Linked DNA regions of Pan troglodytes: region 2 is linked to region 1. Evidence: chromatin contacts called from public Hi-C data. All regions are on one chromosome and are shown on one strand. The core of a region is the stretch at or near the end of the contact, and the rest is flanking DNA. Distances in the headings are between cores, read along the strand shown. Region 1 holds the start of IGFBP5 (insulin like growth factor binding protein 5). Region 2 overlaps LOC104005375 (a long non-coding RNA gene).

The links. A called contact is a pair of places that touch in the nucleus more often than the background predicts.
Region 2: a contact with region 1 is called in a Hi-C map of stem cell-derived neural progenitor cells, with 4 times the contacts expected there. The contact joins the enhancer-like site here to the promoter of IGFBP5 in region 1. A contact is called at or near these places in 3 of 7 Hi-C or Micro-C datasets (induced pluripotent stem cells and stem cell-derived neural progenitor cells).

The regions. Positions count from the first base shown.
Region 1 is chr13:118,955,600-118,959,820 of NHGRI_mPanTro3-v2.0_pri, forward strand. IGFBP5 (insulin like growth factor binding protein 5) reads right to left here and starts at 2,917. Exons shown (of 4, transcript XM_003309465.7): 1 at 1,272-2,917. The coding sequence starts at 1,608.
Region 2 is chr13:119,035,795-119,039,987 of NHGRI_mPanTro3-v2.0_pri, forward strand. All of the region lies in intron 2 of LOC104005375 (a long non-coding RNA gene), which reads left to right. Among named protein-coding and RNA genes, the nearest start is that of IGFBP5, 79 kb to the left of the region's middle. Within about 2 kb of position 1,902, at least 6 of the 24 cell types and tissues checked have an H3K27ac peak or open chromatin away from gene starts, as enhancers often do. A contact at or near this core is called in stem cell-derived neural progenitor cells, where this site is marked.

The sequences.
Region 1 (4,221 bases), core at 1,667-4,166:
ATCAGGTAACTCTTTCCAAAAAGAAACTCAGTCTAAGGGGGTAGAACTGTTCTGATTGAACAAGTAGCTGTGTCAATCATTTCAACCCTAGACTCCTGGCGCCGAGAATTTGGGGGCGGCGCAACCCGGGGGCGGGGCAAGCGGAGGCGAGGCTCCCAGTGCGTGGCTTTTCTGTCTCCGCCCCCTGAATTTTGCATTCTGCGTTTCCAGGGCCCCTCATGCACTTAATCCACACCCACTTGTGATCTGGTTTAAGAGATTGGGGAGGGCGGGGTGGGGGGATTGCGGAGGGAGGAATTGCGGGGCGGGGGTGGAGGTGGTGGTGGTGCCAGGAATCTGCATAGGCGAGGAAGTTGAAAGGTCTGAATCTCACATCCCCTTTTGCCTCCCAGCCCTATGTCCACCTTTCATCCTAGGTAAAATCTGAATTGGAGAGGGGGAAACGGAATTGGATTCAGAAGCGAACACCAGGCACAGAATAGCAAACCCTTCCTTTCTACTCTTCCCCACCCCCACCCCGCACCCCCGCGCTCCTAAAGTATTTTTTTCCCTTCCTGGGATAAAGTAAAAGTCATTTTGCAGTTAAATACGTTTTACCATCTACCACAGGCAATCATCTTCAATAAAAAGCAATGGTTATGCACATGGGAGGGGCTTCAGGGCTCCCACCCGAAAGGCATTAGCTACCAAGGATGTGGGGTGTTTGTGGTGTGTGTGTAGGGGTGGAGGGATAGAAACGTCTGGAGGCAAGGGGGTGGAGGGGCCAAGAGGGACAAAGGTGGAATTAGCCCAGAAGATGGGTAATGCCTCTCTCTCCAGGCCGCAATTAAAATAATATTTTAACAAAAGAGATTTTTTTCCAAGTTCAGAAAAAAACCTATGCGGGGCGCGAGGGGGGTGGAGGAGGGAGTTGATAATGTAACATACACTCTTTCAGACTGTAGATAGGGTACCAGGGGATTTGGACCTTGTGACCGAATAAGAGCTCAGAATCAGTATTCGGACAGAGTAGGGGGAGGGGGCGGGCAAGGTGTGGGTAGGAGGAAGGAGGAAGGAGAAAGAGCGAAAGCTGGGATAGACTCGGCTAGACAGTTCCCCCGGGTAGCAGGATCCTCCAGGGCTCCAATTCCGGGGTGCAAGGACCCTCCCCGACTACTCCCGAGCTGCACCCCAGCTCGAAGCCACTTGCTGCGCAAAGCGCGCGGGCCCAGCCGGTCTCGTGTCCCCCGCCCGTGCGCCGCGTAACTGACTGGCACACTGAGCGCGCTCACCGATCTTGACTTGCTCGCGGTAGCTCTTTTCGTTGAGGCAAACCCCGCGGCCGTGCAGCAGGGCGTGCAGCGGCTTCTCCTCGTCCTGCCGGGGGAGGCACCGCAGCCCCTGGGCGCAGCGCTCGGTGTAGACGCCGCACGACTGCCCCTCGGCCAGGGCGCAGGTCATGCAGCAGCCGCAGCCCGGCTCCTTGACCAGCTCGCAGCCCAGGGGGCTGGGGGGGCACATGGAGAGGGCTTTCTCGTCGCAGGGCTCGCAGTGCACGAAGGAGCCCAGGCTCTGGGCCGGCCCCGCATAGGCGGCCAGCAGCAGGAGGACCGCGGTGAGCAACACCATCTTCTCTTAGTCGCCCCCTTTACCTCGGGGTGGGGCAGGAGAGCGAGAGTGCAGGGATAAAGGGGCCAAGAGGGCCCCCGGAGATTTTTTTGTTTTTGTTTTTGTTTTAAAATTTCTGGCAGGTAGAGCAGGTGCCCTCCCCCAGACACTTGCAAAAATGTAGAGAGAGGTGGAGGACTGGGGTGCCTGCGAGCAGGTCCCAGTTGCAAGAATTAAAGCCTTGCAACAGGTTGGGGGAAGCAGGGCAGCGCCAGGTGCACGCAGTGAGCGGAGGCCGGAGAAACCCTCAAGCCTGAGCGGGTCAGAATTATACGGGGAAAAAAGCCGCAAAATTGTTCACCCCCAAGCAACCACCGAAATAATGAGATCGGATGCAGTGGAGATGGCGTTGGGGGTGGGAGAGAAAAATGGATTTATCTTTAAAATTTTTGCTTAAAATCTAAAATATACCCCGCTTTCTAACCCTCAGCTGCCAGCGGTGCGCGGCGCCGCAGAACAGGTAAGAGGCGTTGGCTGCAGCCGAGAGGGTGGGAGAAAATGTTGAAATCAAGAAATTAAAAAACAAAAACAAAAACAAAAAAACCCCAAACCCTAACACCTCTTTTCTCCCACTTTGCCACCTCCTCTTCGAAATTCGCAGTTTCTACGCGAAGTCCGGAGAAGGGTGAAAACGGAGGAGGGGTAATGAAAAGGAGCAAAAAAGGGAAAAAGCCCACACTGCTTTGCAGCTCTTTCCTAGCTCTTTTCCCCTGCAGAAGTTTCCAAAGAGACTACGGGCTCCGGGAGAGCAGGCGCTTTTAAATAGCCGGCCCCTGGCTGCCAGCCAGTTTGTAGCTGCAATTTGAGCTTCCCAACACCCAACTCAGGCAAGGATGCCAAGGAGCTCTGCAGTACAAACTCACACGGGGTGGGGGTGGGGAGAGGCCTTCTAGACACAAGGGGGCTCCCCTTCGCTCCCTGAACAGCGCCCTCCTCCCCCCGGAATGTAAGAAAGGGGCAAGGGGGACAGGCTGGGGCTACCGAGAATGGGGAAGAGGTGGAGGGGCCAGTGGAAGACAGAGTTCTTCGGAGCAGGGTGAACACAATGAGGAGAGTAACTTCGTCTCCCCCTCCCTCCTATCCTTTAACTAGTCAAGGCACAGGCTGAAGGGAGACGTATTTTCTTCTTAGCCAACTGGATATACCATGCCCAAGAAATCTTCCTAAGCTTCTGCAATGGACTGTATGCTGGTGTCTGTTTCCATGTGGGGTGTGTGTGTGTGTGTTTGGGGGACAGGTAGTGTAGGATGGCCAGTGATGTCTGGTGAGCTAAATTTAAAAAAGAAAAAAAATTGAATTTCTCCCCTAAAAGTCTGGAGAAGAGGATTTAATCAGGGGGTTTCTGTACTCATGATGAAGAGGTGACCAGTTGCCTTCAGCTACGTTGGCCAGGGAGGTTCTCTCTCTCTTTCTCTCTCTCTCTCTCTGTGTGTGTATGTGTGTGTGTTGTGTACCTGCAGGAATGGACATTCATACAACAGCATTATTGAGAGCAGCGAGTTGCAGAGATGGACACTTTGGAGGAAACGCTAAGTCTGAAAACCTTGCATGGTGGCCTAAAGTGTCCTTGTGTGTGGGGTTCTTAGAGGGAAGAAAGGTGGATTGGAGTGACACTTCCCTCTCTGTCATTTTGCAGAGGTATTTCTATTGGGCAGGGCCACATCCCTGGAGGGAGTGGGTGGCAGAGTAGCTGGAGGAGACCTTGTGATAGGTTGACAGGTTAGTTGGTGCTTATAGGCACATCTCAGGAATATGAGCTGACAGGGCCACAGGACCTGCTTGGAAGAGGTCCTGACCAGGAACCGAATCATGCCACTAGAACCTCTTTAATAAAATGAAAGAAAACTAAAGCCTTGAAAAAAGGAAGGTGGTGGTTTTAGCTTTTTCTGAAATTGACCTGAGTGGGCCATGAGCCTCACAGGCAAGTCAGAGAGAAATGACCAATGTCACTGCCCCTGCTGGGTGGACTTGGTGTGGGCTGTTACACCTTTTACATTGTGCTTCCTCCCTTGAGAAGTATTCTAACTTTCCTTTGGAGAAGGGGCTGCATTTCATGAAGTTTGCCACTAGACTGCACCCTTATCTATGATAAGAATTCTTTCTGGAGGACTGCTTTTAAGAAAATATTTTTTCTTGCTCGTTCAGTTCAGGAGCATCTCACTTTATGCCGTTAACACCCCCAGATCCTGATCTCTCTTCTCACTTATCTATTTGCCGAAAGGCACATTTTAAAACAAGGTTAACGTTTAAAGTTATGTCTTTGCCTGTACTGCCAAAGGGGATTTAGGTGGTGGCTGGGAGAGGGAGGAGCATTGTGTGTAATGATTAAAACAAAAAATAGCAGCAAAGCTCATCTTAATTTCTTCTTTTCTCTGTCTGAGGGCTTGGTAAGGTAGGAACAAATCAATATTCAAAACTTTGGTGGAAATATTTTAGAAGTGAGGGAGATCATGTGTTATTTTGTCATTTGTGTCAAGTTCAGACTACAAGAGTGGCAGCAGAATGTGTGCAGTATGTTCTCTTCCCTGCTCCTATTTCTTTCTGCACACCCTTAGCAGCTCAGCCTGCCTCAGG
Region 2 (4,193 bases), core at 652-3,151, 79 kb after region 1:
GCTTGGAGAGGGCCCTCCGAGATGGGAGAGAGGCTTTTGGATTTGGGCATTGGGGACTGCTCATGAAGGGAAGCCTTTGATCTGGAGCATGTCAGGTGGTGAGGGCAGGGGGCAGGGGTGGGGTGAGCAGAGGCTATTCTGGGCAAGGAGAACCTCATTGGTGAGACACACAAAGAGATTTGAGACTGAATTGTGTTCAGTACGAAGCCCCAAACTCAGCTGGAGCTGACCCTAGATTGCCTTCGATTCAAATCCTACCTGAATATACAGGGCCCAGGAGAAACTCTGCCTCCTTTCTCTCCAGCCATTCTGGCTGTCAGCAGCATTTATCATGCAAAAAAAAGCAACAACTATTTGTTGAGGCCAGCTGTTTGCCAGCACTGTCCTCCATCTGGCGTGGATTGAGATACTTTCTCTCCATACTTTCTGGGTTCATTGAAGTTGGGTGAGATGGAGATGGGACAGGACCCTCCAAACCTCCTGATTGAGCCTTTAAGCCTCCCTCTCCCCTTGTCCCAGGCTGGGAAGGTTTTCCTCATTTTTTAGCATCCAGTGAGTGACTGGTAGCCATGGCCAGATATGGCCTGGAGCTGGTTTTCCAGGGCCCACTTTAGATTAGGTGCTTGGCAATGATGGGGCAGAGCATGAAGGTGAGAAGGAGTTGGGTCGCTGTGCCTGGTAGCATCAGAATCTCTTCTATCTCAAGGTCCTGAGAGGTATGTGGATACTTGTGGATGCATTGGTGGCCAAGTTCATTGGTGGCCAAAAAGAAAAAAAGTAAATAATCAAAGACCGCACAGAGAAACTAGAACATTAAAACAACTTCTCCAGAAAGATGGGCAAAATGAAGGTGAGACTAAACAGAGACCTTGATACCTTGAGATCCAGCCTCAAGTTCTCGTGGTCACATGCTGTTGCTTCTTGGACTCTGAGATCTCTGGATGCCACTCTTGGAATTCTTGGAGAGGATCTGGGACTCTCCCCACATTGGGGAGGAGGCAGACTCACAGGATTTTAGTCTATGTGACATGTAACTAGATTGGCAACAAAGGAAACCACATCATAGCCACATAGAGGAGGGAATGCAGCCACGGAGCTGGAATTGCCTGCCTCGGGGGTGATGGTTGGAGTCCCTCAATATTTGACAAGAGTCTATCTTTATTTTCTGAAAAGAAGCAGAGTAGAAATGAAAAAGAATCATTCAAAGGATGACGAGTTGAGTGTTTGGAGGGGCAGTTACAGTTTCCACTCCTTAAACACTGGGAAAACAACAAGAGTTGCAGCACCCCTAGAGATTCCGGAGAGTTCTGGACTGCACTGGAAGTGCATGGAAGCTGAGTGGGAGGGGGAGGAAAGTGATGCCTAAAAATACTCCATGAGGGAGGGCTTATGAGGTCATCTCCCCAGGATACTCTGTCTACCCTGGCCAGACTCTGACCGCAGCCCCAGGGCCAGCTCTGAGTACAGTCATCTGAATAGGGCAGGAGCTTAGGAACGGGTGTTGATGGATGGGCAGCTTGAGAGGGACAAGGGGAACCTGGAGAGGATTCAGAGAAGGGACCCAGAGGTGATGAAATGGCTGGAAACTAGAGCTCGGTGGCCAGGTCAAGGGACTGGGACTGGCTCTACCTGGAGAAGAGAGGGAGGTTGAGTGAGGGGTTAGGGAAGAGCCCTGCCCTCTGGTGCTCAGGCCCTGGCTCTTCTCTGGCCTTGCTGAGGATGGAATTAGGGTCACAGTGCAGCTTTGCTCTTGAGGATGGACTGAGTTCCTGGAGCTTTAGAAACCCTATAGCAAGGGGGAGCTACATTTTCAGATTATCAGCACAATCACCCCCTTCTGTAATTGAGAGTGACTAACACTTACAGCCATTGCAGCTAACAGATCCCTAAAGCCCTTGTGGCCTGGAAGAATGACTCATGAATGGTGTTTCAGACAGCTGGCCTGGCTGGGGGTGGACACAGGTTTGAACAGTTGGGACACATGCCTGGTACGCATCAATCACTCTCAGTCTGTTGCCCAGGCTACAGGGCAGTGGTGCGATCACAGCTCACTGCAGCCTTGAACTCTTGAGCTCAAGTAATCCTCCCAACTCAGGCTCTGAGTAGCTGGGATTCCAGGTGTGAGCGATTGTGCCCAGTCTGAAGCCCCTCATTTTTACACTGGACCCATGAAAGGAGGACTGGAGTGAGGTTGGAGTGGGTGGGTATAGACTTTCTCAGGAGGAAGAAACTAACTCATACTTCTGTGGCACCTTCCTTGTGCCAAGAACTTTACGTGGGTAGCCTCATTTAATTTTTACAATAATCCTGTCGGGGAAGGAAGAGACAAACTGTTCTTTCCATTTTACAGATTAGGAGATCAAGCAAAAAGAGATTAAGCTTGTACCCAAACTCACCTAGTTACAATTGGAGTGGTACAGTTGAGACCTGACCAGGCAGGTCTAATTCCAGAGCCCACTTGCAGCTGATGAGGGAAATCTAGAGACATAGTCAGATTTTTCATCTGGCCCCAGAACTCTTCAGACAAAGGTGCCCAGGAGCACATCCTTAGGTCAAGCTCACCTTCTGACTCTCAGAGTCCATGTCTAAATTTAGAGAAGGCCAGTTCAGAGATTCTCCAGTACCCCTCCCATGTCTTAGCTTTGGAGGGTCCAACTTGGAGCATCCCTGAGGTTTCCCTAGGTGGAGAGAAAAGCTATGTCGGGGAGGAGAGATGCAGTTTATGTGTCTCAAAGTGGTGAAAGAGATACAATCCCCAAGCTTGGATTTGCAACTGGTGTCTGGTTGCCTTGGCCTGGAATCTGAACCTGAACTGTTTTCCATGGACGAATTAGCTAAACAGTCCAGCCCACAAAGGGAGCAGCTCTGATATGTCGGTGAACAAGCTCAGAGAGGTGGGGGGCCATGGGGGTGCACAGAGTTGAGAGCGGAGGGAGGAAGGCTACTGGCGAGAAGCCGACCTTCTCTTATCTTGCTGCCTGCGGAGTCAGCCTTTGCTTGGGAACCTGGCGAGGAGGCTGGTCTGATTTCCCTGTGGTCTGAACGGTGGGAATTTTGTTTTGGTGGCAGATTATATTTTCCCAAGGTGGTTTGAGTTACACCTACCCTGTTTCATTTAATTAGGCTGGTGCTGCTGTCTATTGTGTCTCCTGGGCCTTCTTGCATGAATAAATAGTAACATGTTTGTTTTCTTTTGGGTGGGGCACTTTTTAAAAAATGGTGGGGTTGGCAAAAGTGGGGAGGTCCTCAGGAGGGATGATGAAGTCATCAGGAAACAGGTTAGAGGCAAATGTTCACCCCGTGGAGCTCAATAACTCCTTTCCCCCACCTCTGGGGCCCACTTCTATACAATGTATTCAGAGCCTCCTCTGTTTTCACTTCTGTTCCCAGCCAGGCTTGCTTTCTCTTTGCAGTGTGCCTGGGAATCAGGTGTTTCCTCCTTCAGGCCTGCTGGCCTCCCCTCATCCCTTCTCATTTTACTGTAGTTTTCCATCCAGCTCCCTCCTTCTCTCTCTCTTTCTCTCCATCTCTCTCTAGCTTCTGGCTACTCCAAGATTATTAACAGGCAACCATGGAATATTATGCAGCCAGAGAAAGAATATAGGAACTGTATACACGTCCACATGTAATGCTTTCCAAGAGATATTGTAAAGAGAAAATGCTGTAAATAGTATGCCCTCTGTGTGTAACAAAGAGATGCTTACCTGTGCACATAATATTTCTGGAAATACACAAAAGAACTGGATGGAGTCTGGAATAGAGTCTGGATTTGGAGACAGACCTACTTTTATATTGCATTCTTGAGTGCTATTGACATTTTTTATTATGTGCATGTATTACTTTTTATAATAAAGAATTAATTTATAAAAGGAAAGCATACTATAATATTGTACATATTTAATTACTAGATTAAGCAGTGATTACGTTCTGTCTTAGAGGATGCAGGTTTGAATCCTAGTTACACCAAATATTAAGTATCTGAATGTAGTTTATTTAATCTTTCTAAACCTCAGTTCCCTCATCTGTAAAAATAATAACCACGCCTACTTTACGAGGTTTTTAATCTTATACTTTGCAGTGAAGGCTATTGGTCGAGTACATCACTAAATGGAAGTAAGTTTTAATTTCTGTGTGAAATTCTCCTTGAAAGTAAAAGCACAAATTATAAAAATAATTCAGACCATGGATTCTGG